Linked DNA regions of Oryctolagus cuniculus: region 1 is linked to region 2. Evidence: chromatin contacts called from public Micro-C data. All regions are on one chromosome and are shown on one strand. Each heading gives the region's core, a stretch centred on a gene start, on an enhancer-like site or on the middle of the called end of the contact. The rest is flanking DNA. Distances are from core to core; before and after follow the strand shown.

What was found. Hi-C and Micro-C count contacts between places; a contact is called where the count stands out from the background.
Region 1: a contact with region 2 is called in a Micro-C map of ear pinna, with 4 times the contacts expected there. The contact joins the enhancer-like site here to the promoter of AHDC1 in region 2. A contact is called at or near these places in 3 of 6 Hi-C or Micro-C datasets (ear pinna, embryonic fibroblasts and skin fibroblasts).

Annotation. Positions count from the first base shown.
Region 1 is chr7:144,154,449-144,157,462 of mOryCun1.1, reverse strand. It overlaps WASF2 (WASP family member 2), which reads right to left. Exons shown (of 9, transcript XM_002716090.5): 3 at 2,047-2,181; 4 at 1,370-1,523. Among named protein-coding and RNA genes, the nearest start is that of GPR3, 29 kb to the left of the region's middle. Within about 2 kb of position 1,367, at least 5 of the 8 cell types and tissues checked have an H3K27ac peak or open chromatin away from gene starts, as enhancers often do. A contact at or near this core is called in ear pinna, where this site is marked.
Region 2 is chr7:143,969,130-143,972,227 of mOryCun1.1, reverse strand. AHDC1 (AT-hook DNA binding motif containing 1) reads right to left here and starts at 1,315. Exons shown (of 7, transcript XM_070079004.1): 1 at 1,261-1,315; 2 at 530-627.

The sequences.
Region 1 (3,014 bases), core at 118-2,617, 190 kb before region 2:
TGCGGCCAACTGGGGAGTAAACCAGTGGATGGAAGACCTCTCTCTCTCTCTCTCTGCCTTTCCTCTCTCTCTCTCTCTGTGTAACGCTGATCTTCAAATAAATAAATAAATCTTTTTTTTAAACTGTAAGACTTTACAGTAACTCTTGTTCTGAAGGAGATACACCACTGCTTTCTTGCTTCTGTTAAGCCAACTCCAGATACCTAAGAAGAGACGCTAATTCTGCTATTGTATGTTACAAAGGAAAATGCCATTAACTGACAAAATTCTCTTCATGTCATTTGTTTATTCCATCCTATGCAACACATCAGCTGTGTGATCCCATCCTGTCTCAAAACCGTGTCCCTGAGTCAGCTGGACTAAATAAATGATGGAGGCTGCAGAGTCCAAACTGTCCTGCTCTGCTAGCTGGTCCCTTGGAAAGCTAAGGGCAAACAAAATGGGGAGTTGCCATATATGTGAGAAGCTTCCAGGCCCCCTAAATCAGGCTGGCATCCCTGAATTTCACAGGGATACACCACACACATTTCTGCTCTTCGGTGTAGCCATGCCTGATAGCAGACATCTGCCTCCAGCTATCTGTTACCTGTAATTACTTCTTACCTGTTCCAAAGATATTTATGAATGCAAGCAAAATAAACATTCACCTTCTGACCCTCTCCAGTGTTTGTGTGTGTGTGTGTGTGTTTGTGTGTGTGTTTTTTTTTTTTTTGCAGAATGACAACACTACCAAACCACCAGAGGGGAGGGGCTTTAAGTCATCTATAAGGCAACCTTCTTTTTCAAGACCAGTCACAGCAAGGCAGGCCTTTTCAGAAGGAAATGTCAAAAGGATGTTCAAAACACAGTGAACGAAACTCCTCTGGAAGAAAGCCAATTGCTCCTTAAGCTTTGGAAGGACCTCTCTGGGCCAGAGCAGCCAGCGCATGCGGCAGGCCCCACTAACACGCCCAAACATCTGGTAACCTAGTGGTTTCCAAGTCAGTGGGAGCCTTGCTAGCATGCTGCCCCTGGGATCCACGTTGTAGGACCGCCTTTATAACAAAAGTCCTTTTTGGTTCTATAATAACTAAATTCCTTGGATGGAATCCAAGATGGACCTGGTTTATACCAAATTAAACTCTGCAGGATGCAATGTTACAGCAAACTTTCAATATATATTATATTCACTATGAATTTCAGAAACCAAACAATAATAAATGACAACTGTTCACAGGGTAAACTGTAGCTTCTGTTGCCACAAGCCACTCTGGGATGGGGAGTAAGCTTTTTGATAGACTCTTCTGATGTAAACAACATCTTCAGATAAAAGAGCCTAGTGCTGTTTGTGGTTCAGGCTGGAAAAAGGAAGGAGCCAGCCAGCCGTTACCTGTATGGGGTAAGATTGTTGAGAGGGGGAGGAGTATCACAGGTATTATATGTTTCCAAGACAGGCACTGGGAGAGAGTTTCTGTCAAAGAGCTTCTGGTCCTGAATGGTGGAGCTTCGGAAGGCCTTTCGGGTGTTGATTCCTTGCAGCGACACTGAGAGGAGAGGGAAGGCGTTAGAAAATGGACGACAGGCTGTCTGAGCAAACACTGAGTCACCCCAGTCGGAGAGGCCTCAGCTGCTGCATTTCTTGGCTGCGGCTGTCTGCAGCCAGGTTTTTTTTTTTTTCCTTCCCCTCTGGGGAAGCCCCACAAGGCTGTCAGCAGCCCAGCCATTTCACGACTGAACAAAATGAGGCAACACAAAGGTTTACTATGTGGCCAGATAGACCAGGCCTCTCCTAGGAGGAAGGAATCTTCCAAGTACTTTTATGGTAGCAAAATACAATTGAGAGAAGGGAAATTTGAGCGCTGGGGAACTGGGGGATTGGGAGAAAGAGAGTGTGTGGGGGTGAGGCAGAACTTAAAAGGTTTCTTTACGCCACCCAGGCTTGTCATTTCAGAGCAGAACTCCATAGGTTTCTGTGATTTTTTTCCCCTTGCTTTTTTATAAATTAGGGGGAAAAATTCGAAGAAACTGCTCAGCAGAGCCTGCAAATGCTGAGCTCAGCTTCCTTACCTTCTTCTTCCTTGGGATCCAGCTGAGTGACTTTAACTTGTAGTCGGTCAACCCTCTCAGCAAGGGAGCTTACCCGAGAGGCAAAGGTTTTTGCCTGAGTAAAGAGCTCTCCAAAAATGTCCTCTGCATATTTACCTGCAAAAAGCAAAGAAACCAAGTCACCAGTGCACAGAAGTGACAAAAATGGTCAGGAAACTGGCTACCAAGGCCGGCACGACCCATCCCCATACACTGTCCCGCACCCCCCCGAAGGGAAGTGCCACACTCGAAGAATCTGCTTGCTCTGAGAGATAAAGATACTTTCTCCTTAGCTTCGGCAGTCTGTAGAGAGCACAGCCTTCCTGGATAACTGGACAGTCATGAAACTTGAAACAGGCTGAATAAAACTGAAAGGTGTAATGCAAAAAATTGATGTTGGAAGAGCAGACATATTTGCTTACAGCCCTAGCCCCTTGCTTTTCTATAAAATCACCTGGTAAAATGGTTCTGGAAAACAGACTGGGAGTTAAGAGGACCTTCTGGGTGCCTACAATTAATATGATAAGAAATATCCTCCTCAATGGAGCCACAAAAATGCAATGAACAAGCGTGATGAGTCATGGTATCTTCCAGGGCCCTTGAATTTATCAACAATCCACAAGCAGAGATGTGTAACTTCTCTGAAGGGGTGAAAGGTTACTTTATCTTTTATAACCTACAACTTTCAAAGTCTTTGTTCTGGGTTGCAACCCTTCAAATCTACATCTTAGGGAATAAGTGAAAAGCTGAAAATTTCAAGCCCTCCCTGAAAAACAACATACCAGCGGTCTCTTTCCACAATGTCTTGTTTTTTACAAAAAGAAAAGAGTTCTGTGCTTTCAACCCTGGAATGCAAGGAGAATTTGCAGCCAAAGAAACATAACAGCAATTTGACACTACCTCCATATTGTCATTCCAAGCCACAAGGCATATTCTTCCTAGGAATGAAA
Region 2 (3,098 bases), core at 66-2,565:
GGAACCTTGGGATTTGGGGGTTGGAGGGGAGGGGCTCCTCCCTCCGCAGTCTCCCCTTTTCCCAGCGCCGATCCTAAAATCCAGCCTTGTTCTCCGCTCCCACGGTCCCCCTTCATGCCCCCCCCCCCACATTCTCAGCAAGCTGGAGAGCAAATTGCAGTTTTAAATCCAAAGGCGGAGGGAGGGGGAAGGAGGAGGGGGCGCGCGGCAGCGCTGGGCGCGCACCTCGCCCCCGAGCCGGGGGAGCCGCGGGGCGGCCAGGAAACCCGAGAACCCCCCCTCTCCGCCCCCCCTCCCCGTCCACCTCCCCCTCCCCCTTCCCGGCGCTGCCTGCCAGGCTTCGAGCCGAGCCCAGCCGAGCCGCGGGCCCCGGTGGAAACAAAGACCGATCGCACCGCGGGCACCGCAGCCACGGGGTCCGGCGGACCGGACCGGGGGGCGCGGGGGCCCCCCCTGGTGCGCTGCACAAAAGAGCCCAGCCGGCCGGTCCCCAGCGGGGGTCTGGGGCTGGGGAGGAGGCGCCACTCACCGGAGTGCAGGGCTGCCGGCTCCGTGGGTCCGAGCCAGGCGAGGGGCTTTGGGGGGCGTCTGTCTTCCGGCGGCGGCAGCGACGCGGGCGCCCGGCTGCTGGGGAGAGGAGTCGCGGAGGAGCCCTGAGCCGCCCGCCGTCGCTGACAGCATGGCTCGCGCCTCGGCTCACATTCTCCGCCGCTAACTCCGCTGGACACGGCCCCCGCGTCCGCGGCGCCCCCCGCCTCGTCGCTCCTGGCTCTCGCGGCGCCCCTCGCTCCCCCCGCTGCGCACACACTCGGTCGGCCCTGGACACCCCCGCCCCACCCCCCCAAGCGCAAACCTGGGAGGGAACGCGCCCCGCGCAGTCCGCCTGCTCCTCCTCCTCCGCCCTCCGCCCTCCCGCGCTCCCCGGCTGTCTGTCTGTCCCTCTGCCTGTCTCCCCTCCGCGCTCGCTCTGCCTTTCTCTGCTCCCCGAGCTGGGTGGGAAAAGGAAATGAGGACAGAAAGCAGACGCTGGCTTTGGGTGGTGGTAGCTGGATTCCCTCTCTCCCTCCCTCCCCCTCCTCCCTCCCTCCTCCTGCCTTCTGCTCGCTCCGCCGCGAGCGGGTGGCTCGCTCTGCCCGCCCGCCTGTCTGTCTGTCTGGTCCGCCTCGCTAGCTCCCTCCCTCCGTCTCTCGCCCTCGCCCTGCCTGCCTGCCGCTCTCCGTCTCCGCCGCCGCCGCCGCTGCCTCTGCGAGCTCTCCTTACCTTCGCCGCTCACCATCCGGAACCCCAGGGGGGAGCGCGCGCGCGGCACGCCGGGACTTGTAGTCCCCGCCCCGGCCGCTCGGCGCGCGCGGCGGGCGGGGCGAGCGGCTGCTCCGACGGCGCGGCCGCGGCGCGCGGGGACAGTGCGCGCAGGGGCCTGGGGCCGCGGAGCCGGCGGTGGCCGACGGGCCGGGGTGCTTCCCGCGGCCTCTGGGCCCCGTGTTGGGCGCTGTGGCTAGGGCGGAGGCTGCGGGTGGGAGTGAAGGGGGCGGGGCCTGAGAATGGAATGGGAGTGGAACGGGGAGTCGGGGCGGGGCGGGGGGTGCCGATTAGCCAGCGGGGCTGCGACTTGCCGGGGTGTCCCGATTAGAAGGGAGGGGCAGAGGAGAGAAGCGGTTCTTCAATTTGGGGGCGCTCTCCCTTTCTAAAAAGGTCTCCCGTGGCGTACTTTAGCGCGAGCCAGCGAGCCCCGTCCCCTGCACCAGCGACCCCTCCTCTCCGTCTATCTCTGAGCTCCCACACCTCGTTTTCCTGGACGTCCGAGGGCGGCGAGAGCGCTGAAGTCCTGGGTACCCCACAGACAGCCCCACGCGGAAGCAGGATTCAGATTCCACAGCTCTGAGCTCCTGCTGCGCCCGGGGCTGGGCTCAGCACTTTCACCTACCTCCTCTTCAGGTCACATCTGTTCTGCAGCCCCTGGCTGCGGGCCCCCTGCCTGGCCTGACCCACAGATGGGAATGTGCTCGGCCCAGGGCCTGTCGCGGCTGGACGGCCCCGGAAGAACTGCCGCAGGCACCGCGGGCCCCTGCGTCCTGCTACAGCCCGGCGAAATTGTGCTGTGGCTGTGGTCCCCTCCTCCATGCGCTGTGCCTGGCTTCTCTCCGTGCCGTGCTTCTGTGTGCCCTTCCCGGCGCTTCCGTTCAGCAAATGTTAACTGAGGTCCGCCGGGCACAGGCGTCCAGAGGTCCTGCAGGTCCCACCTCCTCCCAGCGGCTGCCCCGGTCTGCACTTCCTCCAACAATGTCTTTGTTCTCAGCCCACCTGTCCCTCACTCCTTTCGCCTGGTCACCATCTTCTCCACACCTGCACTCCTCCCAAGCCCCTCATATTCAACAATCTGGAACCCCCAGAGGGCAAAATAGAGGATGGGGGTGGGAAGTGAAGGGGCTCTTGTTGTGGGGGGAGCTGTGGCAGTGACAGGAGCAGTCTAGGATTCCAACCAGTGCACCCCTCGACTTGCCAGCGTGGCTGCCGTGCCCGGCTGGCTCCATCCGGGAGCAGCTTCTCGCAGACAAGCTAGCCCCTGCACTCAAAGCTGTCCTCCTGGAACGGGGAGCAGTGAGTGGCCAGATAGTGACAAAAGCAGGTCAATGTCATTGGAAGCCCTTTGCAGCTCCATCGCCTGACTCGAGTTCTTACCAGTAGATGAGACTTTGGCATTTCGCCTTAGCTGGCCCTACACAGGACAGAGCCTGGCACCGGGGCGGGTGCGGGAAGCTTGGGTTCCTCTCTTACCCACCCCTACTCCCCGCCCATTAGGCCTGGCCCGCCCGCCCCAGCAGTGAGGACCTGACTCCGTCTAATTCAAGTTTTGGGAGGCAGTGAGATGGGATAAGCCAATACAGGATGGCTTCCGGGAGGTATGGCGTCCAGGTTATTTGGGATGAAGGTGAGTTTGGGAAAGGCACGGGAGGGGCCAGCTCCACAAATGAGAGGGGAATAGAAGTTTAGGGTTTTTCAAGCATGCCCCTCCCACCCCCTCCCCCTTGCTGGTCACCTGCCCCGTCCCCGGAATATATGGGTGCCGTTAGCCCCCAAGTTGTTGACTGGCACTGGGA